Regions from separate parts of the Mus musculus genome. Here regions 1 and 3 are each linked to region 2. The links are chromatin contacts, called in public HiChIP or PLAC-seq maps. All regions are on one chromosome and are shown on one strand. The core of a region is the stretch at or near the end of the contact, and the rest is flanking DNA. Distances in the headings are between cores, read along the strand shown. Region 1 has its middle 11 kb from the start of Psmc1. Region 2 has its middle 43 kb from the start of 4930474N09Rik. Region 3 holds the start of Efcab11 (EF-hand calcium binding domain 11).

Region 1 (3,753 bases), core at 805-3,304, 980 kb after region 2:
TTCCACACTCTGTACATGTAAACTCACCCGAGTCCAAGGAGGGAGGTAGAGTCACAGAAGTCCAGAGCGTTTAATTAGCTTCTCTGTGCTCACACTCTTTCTCTGATGGCATAATAGGGAATCTGATGCAGTAATACCCCCCCCCAAACTTAGGAGTTCTTTAACTTTTTCTGCCTCATCTAGTAGGTGGTAGGGAAGAGTTTAAACAAAGAACATCTGGGCACATCTGCAAACAGCCTTCCTTCACTCTCAGCCTTTGTGATAGGAACCAAGAAGATACGCCCATGCTCAGGTGCTTGTGTTCAACCAGTGACGGGTCTCCAACCATTCCACTTACTAAGGAGCCAACAAGTATTAGGGTGTCCTGCATGCCAGATACTGAGATGTACTTTGCCTTCATTTGATGTTCAAAGCAACCTCACTTGTTTCTTTTTGCGACAAGAGTCCCACTGCACAGATCAGACTGGTCCAGACCTCATCTTCTTCCCTTGGCCTCCTCAATGTTGGTATAACAACTTGTGCCACCATACTAGGCTCAAAGTAACCTCCAATCATATTCTTAGTCCCATTTTACAGATGAAAAATCAGACCCAGAGAGTTCCAAGGGTCTCCCAGTCATTAGATGCCACTCATGTGACCATTGTTTCAAGTCCCTTTGGATGCTCGAGGGGACAGCTGTCCTGGGTCTCCCTGGATTTGTGGATCCAGGTGACCGTAGCATCATTTGCAGACCTGGATATTGATGGAAGAGTCCTTAGACATTTGGGACAGTTTGCTCTTTTTTTTTTGCTACATCACAAACAGCTCCAAACCTCAAAGGCAACCACCATGTGCACTGAAAAGCTCAAGGGCTGGAAGCTGCTGGTGGCAACTGCACCAGACTGGACCCAGCCGGAGGAAGGTGGGGCCATAGAAACCACGTGGCTATAGGATGGGTGCGGGAAGAATGAAAATCCAGGTTCATTCCTCTCCTCTTCCCTGGACCAGGCAGCAATGGGTGACATTGACAAGTCACAGTTCCTGGGACATCACAGTGGTTGGCTTCCTCTTCCCCCCACCCCACCAGGATGAACTATTATCGCCTTTGACAAACACACAGCAGTGGGTGTAAGAAAAATATTAGCTGTGTTTTTCTTTATTTCATTGCTTCTGGTGATGCTGGTAATGATAATGTAATTTGCAGTTGTCTGGGTCTTGGAAGAGAACAAGATGTTCATTATCTCGCTGATCTCCACATCAACCTAGGGAGGTACGCAGAGCAGGGAGAGCAGCATCGACGACGACGACGACATATAATTAATTACCTCAATGTAATAATAGAGCCAGCGCCACTTCAGCTCCTGCTCGGCTCCCACACTGACTAACACAACTGGCTCACTGAGCGTCCAGTCATCTCTCAGTGATGAGATAAAAGAGTGAGATCAGAGCTTGCTTGAGAATCCCAAGGGCCCCGTTTCCTTGCTGAGTGACCTGGGCAACTTACATATGCTCTTTGGTTTGTTTCATAAAACTTCTGCTACAAACCATCCCCCTCCCCCCCACCCCACCCCCCACCCCCACCCCCCGTCGGGGTGGCTTACAATAGTCTGCCTCAGTTTGGGAAACAGAAGTCTTCCTTAAAAACGCCCATCACGTAGGGATAAAGGATCGGTCTTCCCGGTGATAACTCCATATTAACCCACCCAGCTGAACGAATAAAGTCTAATATGACCCTGTTTCCAAATGAGATCACATTCTGACATTTATTCATTTGGGGGGATGGGGGAGACCATATGTTTATATAGCTGGATGGGTGGTGCATGTGAGGGTCTGTGCACACATGCACACACACACACACAGACATACACAGACACACACACAGACACACACACACACACACACACACACACACACACATGCCCATAATGTGAGAATCAAAGTCCTGGCTGGGTCTCCTCCTCTATCACTATCCACCTTAATTTTGAGACAGGATCTCTCAGCCCCATGATCCTGCCTACCAGCCCCACTCCCACCCAACCCCAGAACAGGGATCACAGGTGTGTGCTGCCATGCGTGGTACTTCTTTATGTGGGTTCTGGGGCATGGAAATGTGGACTTCCTGCCTATGTATCCAGCAGTCTAGTGACTGAGCCGCTTCCCTCTTCGCTGTGAGGAGACATCTTCCCACCCAGTGCACTCTCTGAGGCTTGCTTTTCTTCTTTTCTGTGATGCCACAGCTTGGCTCTCTATGACATCATTGTTATGTGCAGTAGAACAGGAAAGCACAGCATAGAGCCTGGCCAGCTTGGACCCACTTATCAAATAGAAGCTATTGTTGTCACCTTCAGCACTGTCACCCCTACTTGGTATTTGGGACCCCAGAGGTGGCACCAGCTATCTGCCCCTGAATGTCAGGGCTAGGTCTTCTAACTCTCGAACCAGACTACTGTGCACACAATAAATGCTCAATAAATGTGTTGTGACAACCAGATGAGCCCCAGAGATACATATCTACCCTCAGAGTCCTAGAATCACTCCCTAAGCCCCATGGAGGCTCAATCTTCCCTCCTGTGAGTCTAGGTCCTGCCATGGCTCCAAGTGACTAAAAGTCATTTTAAGACCTGGATACAAAGAAAGGAATCCTTGGAAATTTGTTGCAATGTTGAGATTGAACTTGGAGCCTCATACATATTAGACAAGTATTCTATCACTGAGCTATAGCACTTCTGTCTGTTTTGCTATAATAACACTGCATGTAGTACCACTGCAGGAGTACCACTGCATACAGTACTACTGCACATAGTACCACTGCATGTAGAACCACTGCATATAGTAGCACTGCACATAGTACCAGTGAATGTAGTACCACTGCATATACCAGTGCATGTAATACCACTGTATGTAGTACCACTGTATGTAGTACCACTGTATGTAGTACCAGTGCATGTAGTTCCACTGCATGTAGTATCACTGCAGGAGTACCACTGCATGTATTGCCACTGCACATAGTGCCACTGCATGGAGTTCCACTGCAGGAGTACCACTGCATACAGTACCACTGCACATAGTGCCACTGCATGTAGTACCACTGCATATAGTACCAGTGCATATATTGCCACTGCATGGAGTACCACTGCATACAGTACCAGTGCATGTAGTACCAGTGCATACAGTACCACTGCATACAGTACCACTAAATAGAGTACCAAGCCTCAAGCCTCAAAGGCAACAAGAGCAATAAGCTGATGAGGCTGTGGCTGAGAAAGGGCTGAGGCAGATCAGGCTCAGCTGAAGATAAGCTTTTTCTCTCCTTTGGCAGACCCAGACCTCATCAACACCAGTGCTCTGCCTGGGGGAGGGCCCAAAGACACGCCCGAATATAGGCCTCTACTCTGCATACACCAGCAGCATTCCATAGATGGCTCCATCCCTGCTGGCTGGAATCTGTGACGCAGCTGGTGTCTCAGCTGTTAAAATGCCACAGGGACTTGCTGCTTGCTGAGGTTCCCCCAGGGAGATTAATCTGTCAAGAAGGCTTTGCCAAGACAGCCAAAGTGGCACGTTTTGACATTTGGGGAACATTCCTGTTTACACATCACACCTAATCCTACCTCCGCAAGGACTTCCCTGGACACACAGCTGATGTCTTCTGGGGATTGGAGAGCGCCTGTAGGGACACAGAGAAATATGCTGGTGGGTAGCTCTGCTGGGGTAGTGTGGTAAGGCTCAGGCAGAGCCAAGCTCAGATTGGTAGAGGTCTGCTCAGATGGTGGC
Region 2 (3,861 bases), core at 775-3,274:
GCAGGTCGTGTACTGTCCCACACACCTAATCCATACACAAAAACACATAAATGTAATTTAAAAATTGCAAACAAATTACTGAACTGTCACTGAACTCCAGAACTCACAAACGAGAATGGAGTACATCTAAGGAAAGTTTAAGGACGTAATTAATAAAGATAAAATTAGACTCTAAAAATGGAAGTTTAAAAGAGTAAAATTGGTTCAGAATCTAGTTTTCAGCTACATGCAGAAAAATAATACGGATCTGATGGTCTACCTAGAAAATCTAATGCAGTCAACCAAAAACTCACAAATAATATCAGAAATAAGCAGGATACAAGACGATTGGCTTCCCTTTAGGATCATAGCTCTCCTTTACTCTCGCACTAATTGATGAGATGCCTATTAGCAACAATCAGACTAGCAATGGAAAGTATTTTTAAATACCTAATGGTAGCAAATGAATATGCGTAAGATTTTTCCAGGGAAGATTATCACTTGCTCAGGAGGAGTGAACAAATAGAGGGCGCTCTAAGGTCTGCTTTTGGATTCAAATTCGTCACAGTATCTGGTTCTCTCCCACCAAGCTGCCAGTGTTTAAATCAATTGTTATGGAATTTCAAAAGCTGATCCATCTGGCAAAATAAATGCACAAGACAACCCAGTTTTTTAAGAAACCCTACCAGACACCTAAACCTATAGGAAAGTATACAAAAGGTAGAATATTGTTGGAGAAATGATGGCTCTGGAGGGTGAGGTGGAGTCTAGAACTCAGGATATGACAAGGACGGTGTTTAACGTGAGTAGAGGAAGGCTGTTGGTGAACACACATTACACAACCGTTTTCCTAGGCTCCGGGAGAGCTAATGTTAACTGTCGACTTGACAAACTCTGGAGTCACCTGGGAGACTATGGGGGAGGATGCTGATGCAGAGAGAGCCATCTTAGTTGTGGGTGGAACCATCCCTGGGCAGGGGATTCTGAACTGTGTAAAATGGCGCCGGCAAGCAGATAGCAGAGACAATTTCCCAGACAAGATGGATTATGTCTTGAACTGTGAGCTAAAATAAACCCTCCCTCCCTCAAGTTGCTTTGATCAGAATATGACGTTACTGTAGAAACAGGAAAAGAGGCTAAGATTGATTACATGTTTTTAAAACTTGGGAAGTTGATTATCTATTTGAGGAAAATACACATTACCCATACTCCAGGCAAAGACCTAAGACTTTAAAAAGTATCAAATAAAAACAGAAAATAATTACAGTAGAATAGTTGTTTGCTTTTTTAAGTGACAGGGATGGCTTTCCTAAGCATAAAATTGAAGCACACTAAAGGTCAACCATTTATCTACATAAAATATAAAATGTGCATGCTACAGAGGCTGCTCCAAACAACGCAAAAGAAAAGGTAGAGACAAATAAAATTGTAAAATTTTGCAGTAGTTTGGAAATATATAAACTGGCAACTTTATTAAAGTCTATAAGTCGGTAGAAAAAACACATCCCAGTGAACTGAGAAGTCACAAAAGGAAAAAAATATAGGCTCAGCCAAGAAACTCCGGTCTTGTAAGTGCTTAAGAAAATATACATATACACACCACATACACAAGGGAGAGAGGGAAAGAGAGAGGTAAGGAGGGGTAGAAGGAGAGGGAGAGGGAGGGAGGGGGAGGGAGAGGAAGGAAGGAGCAAAAGGGGAGGTGGGGCATGCTGAGTCAATGCTCTGACTCCCGTAGAATAGAAGCAATGAGAGTCCATTTCCAGCTTTGTCCTCAAACAGAGGTCCTTTTCTCAAAGGACAAAAGCAAATGTTCCGACTCAGTGGCTGCCTGCGGCCGCCCTAGCTTGCCTTTTTAGGTGGTCATGAGACAGATCTTCTATCCTGTTGATCCTCAGAATTCCCTGAACTTCAGAGTTCCCTGCATCTGGGAAAAACAGACTTTCTGGTTCTACCTAAGAGCTCGTGACTTCCCAAGACTGAGTTGGGGCAGGACTCGGTTTCTAAGAAGTTTCCGGATGATACTTATTACGGGTACCTCAGGCCAGACTGAGCCCGCCTACCCACCAACATCAGAGTACTTGTGCTCCTTCTGGGCAAAAGGTCAGGACAGCATAAACTGGGAGGAAAGGCCAGCCATCCTGAAACAGGTAAGGATCACAACAAAGAGACAGACCGCAAGCACTGAGCCTTTAACCCATGGCCCCGTAGCCCCGTGGCCCACTAAAAACATGCTTGGACATTAAAACGCCAGATTATGCCACAAGGCCAAGATGTGTATAGACCAAGAGCCCCTTATTACTGTGGCTTGTGGGGTTTGACATGGCTGAACAAATGCCAAACAAAAACCAGCAGGGAAGGGGGAATTGATACCCAAAAGAGCCTAAATACGCCTCCATGCCTCCCTTGTTCTTAGCAGACTTTAGAAAATCAATTTTGGAGGACACATGGCTGAGCAGCACAATCTTAGCTTTCTACCAGCTTCCTGAAACAAACACCTCTGATGTGTGAGCTCTGATAACTGGTGTCTGGATTCCTTTGCGAAAAGTTGAAGACGGCTATCGGTACCAATGAAGATTCATTCTGAGAGCCCACAGCTACTGCGGGAGCACTGATGGGGAGAAAGGCTTGCCTTCTTTATCTTTACTGTGCCTTCCTTGACTCCCTCTGCCTTTGGATCACTCTGTTCATCTCTGTGAGTAGACACGTGAGCCATTTAAAATATTTTGTTCAGGTTGGGGGGTAGCTCAGCTGGTGAAGCTTGTCATGTGGGCAGGAGAACCTAATCTCCAGGGCCCATGGTAAAGCCAGATGTTGCAGCATGTGCCTGCCACTTTTAGTTCCGGGGGAGGCAGCAGCAAGAAGATTCTGAGAACTTGCAGGACAGCAGTCTTAACAAACGGGTAAGCGCCAGGTTTGGGGACAGATACTATCTCAAAATATAAGGTGGAGAGCAACTGAAGACATCTGATGTCTACCACTGGCCTGTACACACACGTATGCATGTATGTGCACCTGCACATGTGCGTACACACACACACACACATGCATACACAAACACATCAAAACAATAAAAAAAAAGACAAATGTGTGTTTTATCCAAGACTATAATAACCACATTCATGACTAATGGCCAATTACCAAATGCTAGCCCACCCCGGCAATCAGTGAGCGCCTGCTGCTCCCTTCGCTAAGCCAGCTGGGATTCAGGCATGTGTCCCGACAGCCCATTGTATGCAATATCAAATACAAGACTTTGTGCAGACTGGGCAAGTACTCCACCAACTGAGCTACATCCTGACCCAATGTTAGCTTTCCAGGCTCTTAAGCAAAAAACAAAACAAAACAACCAGATTATTTACTTCTATTTTGTGAATCTGAATGTTTTGCCTACGGGTGGTTAAGTGAAGTATGTATGTACCCGGTGACCATGGAGATCAGAAGAGGGCTCGTGATGCCCTGGAACTGGAGTTGATGATGATTATAATCATCCATACGATGCTGGGAACTGAGCCTGGGTTCTCTACAAGAGCATCAAGGCCTCTCAAACCTCCAGCCATCTCTCTGCCCCCTACTTTTAATTCACACACCAATAAGAACTGTGCCCAAGGGAGGCATTTATTAATATTCCTTTACTTGAAAATCATAATAAAAAAGTGGAGAGAAGCCTAAATGGTTGTTGTTCTTGAAGAGGACCCAGGTTCGGTTCCCAGCAACCACATAACTGCTCACAACCATCTATAGCTCCAATCCCAGAGCATCTGCATCTACACTCTCTTCTGGCCTCCGCGGGTACCAGACAAACATGCTGGTGCACAGACAGACATATGTGCAGGCGAACACTCACATACATAAAATAAAAAGCAGAAAATGGAAGACTTT
Region 3 (3,570 bases), core at 466-2,965, 760 kb after region 2:
CCTGCCTGCCTGCCTGCCTATCTATCTATCTATCTATCTATCTACCTACCTACCTACCTACCTACCTCTCTAAAAAAAGAAAAAAAGAAAGATAATTAAAGTCAAATGTGTACATCCTTAGACTTAGCAATTATATTTCCAAGAATTTTGGTATCTTCATTTCTTTGTCATTGTTCTAAAATGTTGTCTCATTGTGTAGTCCAAATTGACCTTGAATTCCTGATCTATCAAATGCTCCCAAGTACAGCAATTACATATCCATGATTTATTCACACTCACATACACACCCAGAGGCACATGTGCGCATGTATTCCACAAAAGGCATGATCTATGGGTGTATGTAGATGTAACATGATGATCACTGAGACAATGCTTGCAGGTTAATCCAAACAACAACAAAGGGTAAACTGGCTAAAGAGAATATTGTACAACTGTATTTTAAGATGGTAATGTGGTTTGCTTTGGGTTTGTTGCTAAGTGGAAAATGGATGTTAAGATAAAACAGTGTGGAACTTCTGTAGAAGATTGTGCCTATACCTGTATGTAGAACAATACAGAAGAAACTGGTTAACCCCTGATAAGTGGGACCCCAGTCTAGCGTAAAGAGAAGGGATCTTGTGGACTGTATGAACATATTACTTTTACCAATTAAATAAAGCCACCCAGAAACTTTACTATACGTATCAGCTAGCCGGTGGATTCTTCCTCTTACAAGACCACCTTCCCCTCCCAGACTCCCACTCTCTACCACCCTATATTTCTTATAAATACTCGTGGAGATGTTTGTTGCCTCTACTGGCATAGATACCTAGTTTGCACCTGTTTGGGCCTTTAAAGGGGGGAGGGGTTTGCGGGGAATTAGGTGGTGGAGGCATTTTAGGCTTATAAATCAGAGATTTGCTCTACAGGTATCAGAAAGTATTCCTGGCCAGTTTTCTTAGGATTCATTTCTACAGCATTATCCGCCCCATCTAAAGAAGGGAGAAGAGGAAGGGAGAGAGAAGGAGACGAGGGGAAGAGAGGAAACGTTCTAACCTTGGAGGGTTTGTACCCAAACAGCATTACAATCGCAACCTTAAAGTCCTCTCGGCTTAGGTAGCCTTTGTTGTCTTCATCGCATGCTTTAAATACCTAAGGAATATTAAACATCTACAGTTAGTAAGCCAGAAACCAGAAACACAGACATCTTAAACTCAACCTGGTTGTGGAGCTTTCAAAATGCAGTTTCAGTACTCTAGTTTTAATTCTCAAGCAATATAACCGCCGAGTTAAAGATTTCCCTCTGTCCCCTCTCCCCAAAGTTTAAGGAACTTGACCAAGTTTAAGGGGCTGACAAATCCATTCCTCTAAACCGCTGGAATAAACTGTACTCGAAAGCTCAGTCCTGGGATTGGGAAGGTGATGGGACGGATAGGAGGTCGAGGTGATTATCCGTGGACAGTGTGGTGGGCGGGGAAGTGATCAGAGTCCTGCAGCAATGCCAGAACCAAGAGGGGTGACAGAAGTGGCCCTGGTCAGGCTTAAGTCTGAACTCGGGTCGCGCTCCCACACCTACTTTCACCCATTTCCTGCGTTCTGAGGCGCTGGCTTCGCCTGCTCGGGGCCTTGCGCCTGCCTCTGACAAGAACATCGCCACCGACACGGAGACCAAGCCAGGCGTCTCCTCCGCTGCAGCGAGAACACAGACCAGCCACTGCGGCCTCGCCCACCACCGCTGGGACTCAACTTCGCCGCGCAACTCCAACGTCTCCTCCCATTGGTCAGTCTCCGAGCCACTGGCGTTGATTTCGTACTGTCATTGGTTAAAGGCGCTGTTTAACGATGGGGCGGGGCCTCAAGGCCCGCTCCCAGACCTTGGCCCCGCCCCTACTCGATTTTTCTTGTCTTAAGGGAGGTCTGGTACCTCTGGGCTCTCTTAACTCGTTTTGATTGCTTTCAGGCTCTCTCCCAAATTTACAATAAACTCTTTTTGATTATTCTGACCCGTGTCATTGCTAGATTTGGCAGGAGACACACGAAGAATGTGAAAAAAAAAGCACACAAACACAAATAATGAGTGAACACCAAGATTCATTTTTAAACTGCAAGTCTTTGGACGGCCTTCGCAGAGCAGCTACTATGTTTATTTTCGCCCTCTTGGTAACCCTGGCACGTAACACTGTGTCTAGGACAATTAAACGGAATGTCCCGTTTTTTTGAATGTTTACACAGAATTGATTATTCAACCCCCCGGAAGGCGATGCCTGACGTGAGGCTGACTTAAGGAACAGCACAAGAATCCCATACCAGACATCTTTATAGAAGATGAGGAATACCCTCTACCCTTCTGGCAAATCAGTGAGATTGACAAGAACATGACCGTTTCAAAGGAGAAACCTTCAAAGGAGGTTCTGAGTCTGATGGGAGCTCATTTAACTTTTTATCTAGCAGTCGATTTTAAAGTCTGAAGCAGCTGTCTTTTTCTACCGCTCACCCATCTCCCAGAGCACGCCGCTGTCTTAGCCTTGAGAGCCTGAAGCTGCCTAAAAGCATCCCCAGAATGGAGTCGTTGTTTGCAAATTAACCTCGAGAGAGAAGCTACCACAGCTTTCTGTTTCTCTCTTCTTTCAACAGGAAACTAGCAGAGAGTGAGGCGTTCATTCGGCTCTTTTCTGGTCCTCTTGGTCTCAGGCAAATGAGGCTGTCTTTAGGACCCAGTGGGGGGCTTCCGGAAGGGGAAGCGGCTGGCTAGCTAGGCGGCGGCGCCGGCGAGTTTGAACTGCGCGCATGCGCGGGCGCGCCGCGGGGCGGAGTCTCGGCGGCGGCGGCGGCGGCCTGGCGGGTCAGGTAGGTGTCTGCCGCTGCGGGCGCCGGCTCGGGGCGGGCTCTGGCGGCAGCGGCGGCGGTAACTCTGCGCCCGCCCTCCTCATGGCGGCGCGATGGCCGCTGCCATCAGATGTGGTAGTGGAAGGCCAGCAGGGCTCGGTGAGGACCGCGAGGAGAGCGGCGAGGCCGGGGTCCTTGGGCAGGGTTCCTCCGCTCTGAGTCCCGGGAGCCCCGGACCCTGCGCTCCTAACCCTTGGGACGCGCTGCAGAGCCGCTGGCCTTCGCTCCCTCCGTGGACCACGCTCCACACCAGGGACACCGCCGTGATATTGGGCTGTCTTGAGGTTGAAATGAGTCTGTACGCTTGGAATTGTGTCTGGGCAGAGCTGAGCGCTCGGGGAACGTTGGCAGCTTTACGATTTGCTTACTGTACCCCCAAATTACTGCTCCTTGACCATCGTCAGCACCCCACAGCCCAGCTCCTGCAGAAGCGTCCTTATCGCCACGTGTGCACAAAGTTGTGTTACATATGATCATTTTAAAAGACTAGACGGGCCAAGGCACTCTCACTGGGAGTCCCATTGTCTTTAGAATAAAATTCGGCTTTTAACTTGCCTTACTGTCCCCACCCCTTCTTTCTGGACCATTCCTGTGTTACAGTTAGAACCTAGCTACCTCCTCCTGGCCTTCAGCAGGTTGGATTCCATCTGTCTGGAATGTTTCTCGACTGCCTTTTAGCCCGCGGATTCCTTTCCCTCCCAGGTC

The links. HiChIP or PLAC-seq counts read pairs in DNA pulled down with a chosen protein or histone mark.
Region 1: a contact with region 2 is called in an H3K27ac HiChIP or PLAC-seq map of large pre-B cells, with 6 times the contacts expected there. The contact joins two enhancer-like sites. A contact is called at or near these places in 4 of 115 datasets of contacts at active chromatin or transcription factors (embryonic limb bud, large pre-B cells, microglia and 1 more) and 1 of 9 other capture datasets (embryonic stem cells).
Region 3: a contact with region 2 is called in an H3K27ac HiChIP or PLAC-seq map of large pre-B cells, with 8 times the contacts expected there. The contact joins the promoter of Efcab11 here to the enhancer-like site in region 2. A contact is called at or near these places in 1 of 39 promoter capture datasets (neutrophils), 1 of 484 Hi-C or Micro-C datasets (bone marrow-derived macrophages), 13 of 115 datasets of contacts at active chromatin or transcription factors (the NIH/3T3 cell line, bone marrow-derived macrophages, embryonic basal ganglia and 9 more) and 3 of 9 other capture datasets (adipose tissue, embryonic stem cells and macrophages).

The regions. Positions count from the first base shown.
Region 1 is chr12:100,097,172-100,100,924 of GRCm38.p6, forward strand. No RefSeq gene overlaps it. Among named protein-coding and RNA genes, the nearest start is that of Psmc1, 11 kb to the right of the region's middle. Within about 2 kb of position 2,055, at least 33 of the 459 cell types and tissues checked have an H3K27ac peak or open chromatin away from gene starts, as enhancers often do.
Region 2 is chr12:99,118,072-99,121,932 of GRCm38.p6, forward strand. No RefSeq gene overlaps it. Among named protein-coding and RNA genes, the nearest start is that of 4930474N09Rik, 43 kb to the right of the region's middle. Within about 2 kb of position 2,025, at least 8 of the 459 cell types and tissues checked have an H3K27ac peak or open chromatin away from gene starts, as enhancers often do.
Region 3 is chr12:99,881,727-99,885,296 of GRCm38.p6, forward strand. Efcab11 (EF-hand calcium binding domain 11) reads right to left here and starts at 1,716. Exons shown (of 6, transcript NM_030172.2): 1 at 1,556-1,716; 2 at 1,036-1,131. The coding sequence starts at 1,630. It overlaps Tdp1 (tyrosyl-DNA phosphodiesterase 1), which reads left to right and starts at 2,792. Exons shown (of 16, transcript NM_028354.5): 1 at 2,792-2,826.